Regions from separate parts of the Gossypium arboreum genome. Here all the other regions are linked to region 2. The links are chromatin contacts, called in public Hi-C maps. All regions are on one chromosome and are shown on one strand. The core of a region is the stretch at or near the end of the contact, and the rest is flanking DNA. Distances in the headings are between cores, read along the strand shown. Region 1 holds the start of LOC108467116 (pentatricopeptide repeat-containing protein At1g26900, mitochondrial). Region 2 holds the start of LOC108468124 (sucrose transport protein SUC3-like). Region 3 has its middle 13 kb from the start of LOC108466996.

Evidence for each region. A called contact is a pair of places that touch in the nucleus more often than the background predicts.
Region 1: a Hi-C map of leaf shows a contact between it and region 2, with 6 times the contacts expected there. The contact joins the promoter of LOC108467116 here to the promoter of LOC108468124 in region 2. A contact is called at or near these places in 2 of 5 Hi-C or Micro-C datasets (both in leaf).
Region 3: a contact with region 2 is called in a Hi-C map of leaf, with 5 times the contacts expected there. The contact joins the enhancer-like site here to the promoter of LOC108468124 in region 2. A contact is called at or near these places in 2 of 5 Hi-C or Micro-C datasets (both in leaf).

Annotation. Positions count from the first base shown.
Region 1 is chr13:21,424,405-21,428,138 of ASM2569848v2, forward strand. LOC108467116 (pentatricopeptide repeat-containing protein At1g26900, mitochondrial) reads left to right here and starts at 1,631. Exons shown (of 1, transcript XM_017767635.2): 1 at 1,631-3,727. The coding sequence starts at 1,737. The coding sequence ends at 3,476. LOC108467115 (PH, RCC1 and FYVE domains-containing protein 1) reads right to left here. Exons shown (of 9, transcript XM_017767634.2): 9 at 3,718-3,734.
Region 2 is chr13:20,648,965-20,652,829 of ASM2569848v2, forward strand. LOC108468124 (sucrose transport protein SUC3-like) reads right to left here and starts at 1,829. Exons shown (of 14, transcript XM_017769299.2): 1 at 1,186-1,829; 2 at 378-443; 3 at 132-230; 4 at 1-47. The coding sequence starts at 1,494.
Region 3 is chr13:21,316,871-21,320,863 of ASM2569848v2, forward strand. No RefSeq gene overlaps it. Among protein-coding and RNA genes, the nearest start is that of LOC108466996, 13 kb to the right of the region's middle. Within about 2 kb of position 1,636, at least 2 of the 2 cell types and tissues checked have an H3K27ac peak or open chromatin away from gene starts, as enhancers often do. A contact at or near this core is called in leaf, where this site is marked.

The DNA of each region.
Region 1 (3,734 bases), core at 381-2,880, 780 kb after region 2:
TTTTACTTTCTAAAGAATACTAAACATTAACAAACTACATTTTTCTACAACATTTTTATCACACTTTTTCTAAAAGTAAGTCCTTTATTAATGCAAATTTCAATTTTGAATGCGTTTATGATGAAGGGACTTAATTGTTTTATTTTTGAAACTACCAAAAATTTTCAAATAAAGATGTTATTGGAAATAAATGAAAATTAGGAAAGATTATATTAGTACATAAAATAAAGAAACTTCATTTTTTGTTCCATATATGCTGGGACTAACTTAAAATTCTTTATTGTGTTTAATGAATGTGTGTAAACTTAGTATGCAAAATTTCAAAAATATCAATCTTGTTGTTTTGTTCCATTGCAAACTGCTTCCAAAAAGTATTCGCATTCCAAAGACTCAATCTTTCAAATTGGTAACAACGAATGTTCATATTTCATATATTTAACACTCTTATGTTTAACATTTTGTTCGATTTTTAAATGAAATATCACTTATCATTGTACATGTTTCGTGTCTTTTTTATGTTTAATTGTCTTTCTAGTTAATTATGCTTTTATTTTTATAAGATTTCAATAGTTGATATTTAATTATAGCCTTCAACCAGGTTTATAAAAACTTGAGGCTTAGATTTGAAGTTTATTGGAAGCTAAAATGAGGATACGAGTCAAATGGGATGAGGCGTAGCTGAAACCAAGTGACTCGAGTGAGCCTAATGCCCCTGACCGAGCATGGCACCCCATCACGCAAGAATCGACACTCCAACACCACACATCGACGCCCCAGCGTGCGACCAGTCGAGCCCCCCTCTTTGTATCCCATGCGCCCCTGCATCATACCCTTGGCTCCCCAACATAGGCTCTACTGTCTTAATGAAATCCTCCACATTTTAATCAAGTTTAGAGGGTATTTTGGTCTTTTAAGAGTTTTATGATCCCAAGCAAGCTTCTATAACTTAGCTTAGGTTAATTAGACAATATAAATATTATATTTTTAGAGGGAGTTAGGGTTTTTGCTAGTTTTTCTTACTTTGTAGTATCTTCTTGTTTATTGCATTTTCCCAACTATATGACTTCCTAAACTCCCTTTTCTAGTTGAAGGTTAATTAAAAGTTTGATTCAATAAATTCATGAGAATTAATTTGGGCTTTAATCCTTTATTGTTCTTTAATATTCACATATATTTAGTTCTAATTACAAGTGTTTGAATTTATTAAATATTGGCTAGTATTTGATACTTAGAATGATTTTTTTATCAATTAGACTAAATAAATCTATAATTATTTTTTTCATTCTAATACTAGTGACAAACGACATAAATTGTATAGTTTATGATTATGTGGTGCGGACGTGTGATATAGCTTAATGAATCACGTCGAGATAAGTTTATTAGTTAGAATTAGGTCTTTCTAGTTTTTAATGTTATCGGTAAGTTAAAGATTGGACATTCAGTTATAAAGTTGTTTATTAGTTAAGGAAGTAATTTCAAATGAGTTGCCACTTTGTTACCAGAGATTAGTTGTTTATGCCGACAAACCAATCTCTCGTTTGCACTGATAAACCAATCGATTGTCAGCTAAGATGGCCAAGCTTGGACTTGGGCTTGGGCCTAAGCCCAGCTCATGAATGCAAGTCAACAACACCGTAACATGGTAACTGTGGAAAAGTTGTCTGCCAAAGAACCCTGAAGCAGTGAACCTGTCGTGCGAAAAAAAAAAAAAAAAAACTGTCTAACGAACTTAGCCGATGCTATTCAAACCTTCAAACTTTGGCCCACATCCTTCAACCATCGTTTCCATATTAAAATCATGCAAGCAAATTACTGAAATCTCTCAAATTCATGGCTGTATCATTAAAACTGGACTTGATAATGACCCTTTCATTATAAGCAAGCTTCTTCTTTCTTCTTCACTGCAAGATATAAAATATGCAGCCTCCGTCTTCAAGCAAATTGACAACCCAAATCTCTTCATGTACAATTGCATCCTTAGAGGCTTTTCCATTAGCAATAACCCAAAACAAGCTTTTAGTGTTTTCAATAACTTGAGGGCTAAAGATGGGATTTTTCTCGATCAGTTCTCTTTCATTACTACGCTTAAAGCATGTGGCCGTGAATTGGCAATTTTTAACGGTCAAATGATTCACGGGTTGGCTTTGAGATCTGGGCATTTGTTTTTCATCAATGTTAAGAATACCCTTTTGCGTGTTTACAGTGTTTGTGGAAGAATGTTTGATGCTCATAACTTGTTCGATGAAAGTCCTGAAAGGAACGATGTCGTTTCGTGGAACACTCTGATGGGTGGGTATCTTGATGTTTCTAAACCTGATACTGTCATAGGTTTGTTCAGACAAATGCGTTGGAATTGTTTGACAATGAGTGTCACTACGTTTTTGACTGTTCTATTGGCTATGGGTGAAGTACGGGATTCACTTGGGGGAGAGTCAATTCACGGGCATTGTTTGAAACTTGGGTTTTGTTTTGATTCAAATCTGGTATCTGCTTTAATCGATATGTATGCGAAAACTGGGAATGTTTATTTAGGGCGTAGGGCTTTCGATGAGGTTGTAGCAAAGGATGTTGTACTCTGGAATTGTATGATCAGCAAGTATGCTGAAAATGGCCTGCTTGAAGAGTCTTTAGCTTTACTACGTCTCATGAAAGTTATGCAAGTAAAGCCTAATTCGACTACATTGGTATCTTTGCTTTCAGCTTGTGCTGCCTCCGGAGCTATAAATATAGGACTTTGCATAGGTGATTATGTGGAAGAGGAAGGAATACCACTGGATGCGGTTATCGGGACGGCTCTCGTCAATATGTATGCAAAGTGTGGTGTTTTAAACAAGGCCGTTGATGTGTTTCATAGGATGGAGAGCAAAGATGTAAAATGTTGGACTGCGATGATTTCAGGTTACGGAGTGCATGGTTTTACCCAAGATGCCATTAGGTTATTTTATCAAATGGAGGAAGAAGGCTTTAGACCTAATGAAGTCACTTTCTTAACAGTTTTGAGTGCCTGCAGTCATGGAGGGCTAATCACAGAGGGGACAAGTTGCTTTGAGAAGATGATTCAATATGGTATCTTGCCGAAAGTCGAACACTATGGATGTATCATTGATCTTTTTGGCCGTGCTGGATTGCTAGAAGAAGCACATGATTTAATCAAAAGCTTGCCCATTAAAGGCGATGCTACTGCATGGCGTGCACTGCTTTCAGCTTGCCGAGTATACGGGAACGTTGAGTTGGGGGAATGTGTGAAGGGCATATTGGTGGGATCTTATAATCAACTTCCAACAGATTCAATCCTTCTTTCTAGTACATATGCTATTGCTGGAAGGTTGCAGGATCAAACCAGGATGCAGGCAATGGAAAAAGAAATGCTCAAAAGGGCTGGGATTAGGTCAGTTGGAAAGGAAGATAAGATGCTTAAGGAAGCTGGATATAGCATAATTGAGATGGAAAATGAAGGGTTTGATCATAATTCCTAACAAACTTCACACAATCAACCTGCAGATTACTCGGTATGTCTAACAAGATCAGTTTTTTCTTTTTCCCTCCATTTATTTATTTATTTTCAAATAGATATAGGATCAAGTGCATTGCAGGAAAATGCAGCTTCTTTTAGATGCTTGAAAGGTTCTTTATCCTATGTTTATTCCCATATGAATTCCACTTGTTTAGAGATTAGAGATATAATCAATTGAAGGGCTTATAAGATGGAGTTCATAATTGAAAGAAATGTAGAG
Region 2 (3,865 bases), core at 579-3,078:
TCACCTAAAATGTATCCAATGTCTGCAGAAAATCCGATTATTATCACCTAAATTACAAAATTTAGTTTAGCAGATATAAAACCCAGAAACATAGTATATAAGAATGAATTATGTAACACTTCAATGCTTACAGAAAGAGAGATCATGAGTGATCCAGCAAGGATAAAAGGCCGTCTCCTTCCATATTTTGAAGTGCATTTATCACTCCAAATACCGACACAAGGTTGAACCTAAGATCAAAATAAAAACAACTCAATAGATCACATATAAAGACAGCAATCTTTTAAGTGTAGTCATTTACATCAATTATTGCACCACCATAATAATGAACAGGGCATCAATATAAATTTATATGTAATATGGTTCCCATCACCTACCACAAGACCAGTTATTGGACCACAGAGCCAAATGAACGAAGAAAAAGCATGCTCTATTCCAAGTGTCTGCATGAATCAGCCAATATGAATGGTCAAACAACAAGGGAAATGCACCATAAGCTCAAAAGAAGCTCAGAGCAGTTGAAAAGGAATCAAGGCTGAGGCTAATAAAAAATAAATAAATACAAAGATAATGTTACCCAGTTTCACAAAATATTTTGAGAATTACTTTATGATTAAAACATGTTCTTCGAACAATGGCCATACTTTTTCTTCTTTTCTCAGAAGAACGACAATAATCAACAAAGCAAAAGCATTCTAGCCTTTTACTCCTTTTTTTTTTTTATTCCTTTTCAAACACTGCGAGGGCCTTCTATGATATGTTAAAAATTACAAGTATTTCTAGAAATTATGAGAAGAAATAGAAAGAAATTATATAAAGAGTTTTTCTCTCACGCCATAATCTTTCTTTTCCAAATTGTAATTGCACCCAAAATTCGTTCTAAAAATCCATGAAAATTAGGCAAATTACCGACTAAACAATAAAGAAAAAGTATTGCAGTGTATACTTTCTAATTGATGATTCAAAAATATCAACAAAAGAGTACTTGGCGCTGATATTCTTTTATTTCTATTTCATAAAATTAACAAAAGCAAAGCACAACATGCCATCTAATAATAACACTGATCTAATTCAAACACATTGCACAGAGTTCAAAATTAACAACATGCATAGTAAATAACCTAATTTTCTCCGTTACTTAAAAATATAAAAAGTATTAAGGGAAAACACACACAAAAAAAGGACCTGAATGTAAGGAGTCAAAAGCGAAAGTTGCAAAGCCCAACCAAATTGAACCCCGGCGGCGATCGTACAACTAAGAGCGAGAGTTATCAAGCTACAATCCTTAGATCTAACGTGGATCGGCGACGATAAGTTAGAGTTTCCGTTGGGAAATCTAGCCGAAGGCGGCGAAGCAGAAGTTGAAGGAGAGCCAGGAGACGAATTTAGATCGATCCGACGATGATATGGATCGTCGATCATTTCAACTTCCGAATCTTTCCTTAAGTTCCTGTAAGGAACCTTGACAGAAACTGAGTCACTCGTTCCTGCCATAGCCTCTTTGACTCAGCCGCTGGTTATCCTCCACGAGTTAACTCAATTAAAACCTTTCACATTAAAACTTTTGAATATACCATGAAAAAAGAAAAAATTGAAAATTGAAAATTGAAAAATGAAAATAAAATTGTTCTCTTTTTGGATATTAAAATTTAGATCTAAATTGCTAGAGCAAGAGAAGAAAAGGAGATTAAAGTTAAAAAGGTCAAATTTGGGCGGGTGTGAAGGAATTTTGCAATATTAGAAAGGACTACGGTCGCTCGTTCCCTCGCGCTTCTGGCTCTTCTTTGGTACGTCACATCTTCCTTAATGCGGTTGCGTTTTGTGATTTCTTGGGTTAATTCGAACGAAGGAATTCAAATTAATTTCGGTAAAAGTAGCATATAGAGCTTTGTATTAGGAGTCAAATTACATTTTGTCCATCTTTACTAAAAAATGGATATATTAATTCTTGTACATTAGATTAAAAAGTAAATTTTTTTAATAATTTCATCCATTTCTACTGTTAAAAATTGGCATGCCTGACAAAATAACTAGTCAATTACATGTGGCATGCCATGTGTAGCTCATTTTGACATACAAGGCCAGTTTTAACAATAGAGATGGGTAAAATTTTTATCAGAACAATTTACTCTTTGATCGAATGTATAAGGACTAATTTGCCTATTTTTTAGTAGTGGGGTAAAATGTAATTTAATTCTTAGTACAAGAATCTCCATAATACTTTTATTAGTTAATTTTTAAAATTCAAAAATATTTTTTTTTTACCTTACAAATTAGAGAGAGGAATTAAATTAACAAGATTTGAATCCTATCCTTGAAACAACCTTAACCATTACTCCTTTATACAGTTGGCTAAAACATTTTAATTGGATCATTAAATTATTAACATTGTATAAGTCAAGTCCTTTCTTTTACTCAAATCGACGTGGAACATATTTAAAATATATGAATCAAATTATAAACATGTTTGTATCTATCACATAACATTTTTTTTATTTAATGTGTTAAAAGGGAAAAAATTAGAAAGTACCAACAATTTTTTAATATTTATATTTTAAACATGTTTATTTAGTAGGTATATAAGTTTTCAATTTGATCCACATGTTTTAAGTATATTCTATGCTAATTTTGATACAACAACTATGTTCAAGCTATTGATTAAACTAACAAGGGGACCTGATTGATACAATATTGATGCTTTAAGAATTTAATTAGAACACTTTAAAATTTAAAGACTAATTTAAATTTTAGATCATGTTTTGAAAACATCTTATGAAATTAACCTATTTTTTATAAGATGGATCTTTTTAAGTGTGGTGTCCACTTTCTAGTTTTTTACTAATAATGATGACAAGCCTTAGAGATCAAATTTCAAAAGTTGACACCAAAGATAAGAAACGACGACGGAATGTGATAAACCGTAATTCATACATATTTCTATCCCATGCTTAGCACATTTTATGGATGATTTTTTCTTAAAATTGGTGAATTCGATGCTCCTAATGCCTTAATTTCATGTTTTATTCTTAGGTGAGCATATGAGAGTGAAAGGAACGAGAAACGGGCCAAAAACAGAGAAAATGGGCCAACGTACGAAATCAACACGGCCTAGACTTCCTCACATGGGCGGACCACATGGCCGTGTCCCTTTGGCAAGGTCAAAGCATGATTGACACGAGTAGATCACACGCTCATGCCCATTTAACAGCCTTGACCACGGCCTTAAGCAATCGCACACGGGCGTGTCCCTGCCGAGCCCAAGTTTAGTCCAATTCGGAAAAGGCCAATTTTAAGGGCTCTTAGGCATTCCAAAGCCTATTTAAACACCTGAGGAGGCACTTAGACAAGGGGAAGGAGGGGAGGAAGAAAGGAATTGCTCAAGGAAAGCCGATCGATCCATCTCAGAAGCCGAATTCACCATCAAGGCTGAAGATCTCCCTTCAAATTCCCTCAGGAGTTTTGGGTTTTCTTATGTTTTGTTATTTTTATTCTTTTGAGATGTGTTCTTTCATTAGTATGAACTAAAACCCCTAAATACGTAAGGGGAATGAAACCTAAGACGGATCTTGTTATTATTATCTGAATTGTATGATAAATATTTGACTTGTTCTTAATTATGTGTTCTTAATTCTTGTTTTGATATTCCAGCATATTGATTCATGTTAAGCTCTTATTCAGAGAAGGAATAGACCTTGTCTAAGATTAAATTTGTCATAATTAAGCGGAGTTGGTTGCGCGCCTAGAGATAGGGTGACAAGATTTTTCCGAATTAGGGTGAAACCTAATAAGGGGATCCATAGATCGAGTTAATGCAACCCTAGGGCGTTAATTAGAAAGAGATTTCAATTATTCAATCTAGGGTTAG
Region 3 (3,993 bases), core at 386-2,885, 670 kb after region 2:
GAACACGAACAAGCTTAAAATAAACAAACAAACATGAACAGAGATTTGTTCGTTCAAACTCGGTTCATTTATAGCCCTACTTGTGTGGTGAAAAAATAAAATATATGAAAAATTATTTAATCAATTTTTAAAAATTTAATTATTATAAAGTAGAGGAGAAATTCACTTACATTGATGTGAAATTAAAGTGGCTTTACACTCTTTTGTAACTTTTATATAATTAATTTTTAGCAATCTAACTATTTTATTTCATGCTTTATATTCATGTAGATTATATATGTTAAGTTTAATATAAATTAAGAAAAATCTAATGATTTTTTTTACAATTATATTTATAAGTTCAATAATTGAATTGTTAAAATATTAAAGGTAAACTACACCCAAGGTCACTCTAAAATAATATTTTTCCTTTTTTGGTTACACTAATTTTTTTTTAAGTTACTCACTCTAATTCAGATAATTGTTCGAACTAGTCACCGTCGTTAAAAAATTTATTAATTCACTAATAGATTACTGACATGGCACCCTAGCCAATTGAACGAACCATGACATGGGGCACTTTTTTTAACTTTTGCCTAAAGTTTAGGGACTTATATGTAATTATTCCAATTTTTTTCTCTTCCTTCTGTAACCTGTCCACCATCAGGGAAACCAGTTGGTGGCGACAATGGCGGCACCAGCGAGGATCCTCCGCAAAGCGCCAATACCCGCCCATGAGGAAGGAAGCGACGCCGCTGAGTGATAATGAAAGGACGTCGATGGCGCTTGCACTGGTTTCTCTCAAATTAAAATACCATACCATTGACAATTCTTTTGTTTCTTCCATTTTTCAAATGCAAAACTTTGAATTTTCTGACACTTACTGATAACTAATATCTTTTATTTGTTTGGGCATGTATTAATTTCATTATAATTGCAATTGTTTTACTGCAATTATTAACTTGAAATTCGTTGATGCTGAAGGGAAAGAAGTATCTTCTTCTTCTTTGAACAATAGCTCTTAGTTTGGTAATTGTTTCTACCTTAGAAACTTTACATTGTGCTTCTCTATCATCTTACCTGCAGCATTAATGATACCAATTATGATTCTGCAAGTAGCAACTCCCATATTGTTCAAATTGATACCTAATATGATGAATTTGGGTGTTCTTTTGCACTGGTTTCCCTCAGAGAGCAACTCAAATAATGAGATTTCTTGCTTTTCTCTATGATTCAATTTGTATACATAATTACAGATGTTTCAACACATGGATGGATCATCATCATTAACTATCTAGCACATGGATGAATCTTTCCCGGTTGTTGAAACTTGAGTATTCACAATTAGTCTTTTTTAATTTTGGAAGTATATAGTTATTTAAATCCCACTCAAAATTTTGGAGGAGAAAGTTTCCATCAATGAAGCACTCAACAAGCATTGGGATCCGATATTTTGGCCCGTATGAAATGTGCCATCGAAGACGAGGTCGACATCCTCTTAGTGGCAGCACTCCCTTCCTCACGAGCAGGTATTGGCGCTTTGTCGAGGATCCTCACCACCAACTAGTTTCCAGATGGATAAGAAGGACAAGTTTCAGAGAGAGAAGGGAAAGAAATATATAGATATATATTTTTTGGCATAATTACATATAGGTCCCTAAGCTTTAATTAAAAATAAAAATGTACCATGTGTCACTATTAATTTGGCTAATGTGTTACATGAGCAATCCACTAGTAAATTAACAGATTTTTTTAACGACAATAATTAGTTCAAATAATTATCTTAATTAGAATGATTAAATTGAGAAAAAAATTAGAATAATCAAAGGGACATGGAGTGTGATTTACCCTTGGGTGTAGTTTACTCAAATCTTAATTATATAAAAAAGTGGAACGGGAAAAAAGACCAAGGTCGACGGAAACTGTCAGCCTCATGCTATGAAAATCCCTCACTTTAAGAATAGGCCCATGGGTTCACCCATTGTTATAAAGCCTGCAACCTATTTTCACTGTTAATGGGCCCATTCAAGTGCAATAATGGCCCACTCACCCTCCTACCCTCTTATTACTATGAGTTTCTCGTCCAATGAAATTTTAAAAGGAAAAGAAATTTACTATCAACGTATAAACTTTATTATATATTATCAAGTAATTTAAAATTTTATGGATGTAGCAAAAACTTTTGGAAAATTATTCGGTATAACGTTAGCAGAGTTTTTAAACTCTACAAGTGCAGTTAAATATTGATAAATTTTTATAGGAGTATAGTAAATTATTAAAAATATGTATTTTAAAAAGAGACACATATTAATTTTTAAAGCTATTTTTAAATAAAAATATACTACCAGTATATCAAATACTCACACAAAACTTCTAGGTATATATGTGTTTTCAACATCATTAAAACTACTTAAAAATTATTAGTATCTTATACATTACCGATAAGAGTTAAAACACTCCACAAACGGGTCTAGATTGATGCAAAGTGTTTTTAGAGTGTATTAAAATAATAATAATAAAATAATTAAAAAAACATTTGACATTTTCCTAAACCCGTTTGTGAAATTTTTTAACTCCACTAACAATAAATAAAATAATTACCTTAAAAAACACTTGTTGAGATTTATGGTCATATTCAAAAAGTTTTATTTTATATTATAACATATATTTCTTTTCATTAATTTGTCCCTTTTAGGTGTAATTTAGTAAGATGGTAAAATTTGAACATTTTATATAGTGATAAAAATGTAATAATATAATATAGAAAAAATCTTATATTTTATATTTAATTTTTAAAGAATTTTTTAAATATTTATTTGACTTAAAAAATTAAAAATATTAAAATAAATAGTAAAAATTAAATTAAAAGGAAGCGAGATAGACTAGAGTAGAAATGAATACATGCAACATCCATAGAGATAGTAGTAATAATTTTTAAAATTATATATTCATAATGAAGGAGAAGTAGTGATGAAATATAGTATACCAATTATATAAATTTAACAATATTTACTTTTAAGTAAAAAAAATAATGATTATTATAACAGAAACGTTTAAAAGATATAATGTTTATTAATAGACATATTGATTAGGAGTTTGAAGGGTTATGGTACTTATACTACCATGTTGGGACCATATTTTCATCATTAAACATTCACAATATAACAAATTCATGTAACTTAAGGCTTCACCTAATGATTGATTATTATGTCTACAATGGAGAGGTTTTTGTAAAAATAATTTTCTTCGCTATTATAATTATATTAAACTACCAATTAAATATTTTTCAGTTTAAATGTCACAAATTAATTATCAAAGTTGTTAATATATGATTTCAGAAAATGAATTATTGGTTATGGGAGTCGAGATTAAGAATCTATCACATTTCTTTAATTTATATTTATGATTTTTAAACATTAAATTATTGATTTTTTTTTTTAATAAAGCTTACATTTTGTAAAGATTCAACACACATCATCACCTCACGCAGGTAGAATTTCAGATTGATAAGCAAAGATTACACAGTTAGTTTGCAGCAACACTCATCCATCCCTCCATCACTTACCATGCATGCATTACTCTTATGGTTAAACATGACGACAACACATGGCTTCTCAGACAATATTAGAACAAGGATTTCTTCTTAAATTTGAAAACTAAATGGAAAAAGGAATAGCTTTGGGGGGTGAATCCATTAATGGCAGCATTTATTCCATTTCATTTTTACCAACTGATGAAACCCTGTAATGCAAAAAAACCCCCAAGGGATTTTCTTTTATGTGTTGTTTTCTTTACAGAACCTGATTCTTACAATGGGAAAATTCTTGGTCCCCAGACAACAATATTAATGTCTTAATTTTCATTCATGTTCGTATATAATAGTCTGGACATGACTAAAAGTGCTAACAATAGTAACCCCCTGGAAAGGTTGTTTATATATAGTTGGCCTATCAACATCTAAAGTCAAAATATGTTTATAATATTTTATTAACATTAATCACATACATACATATA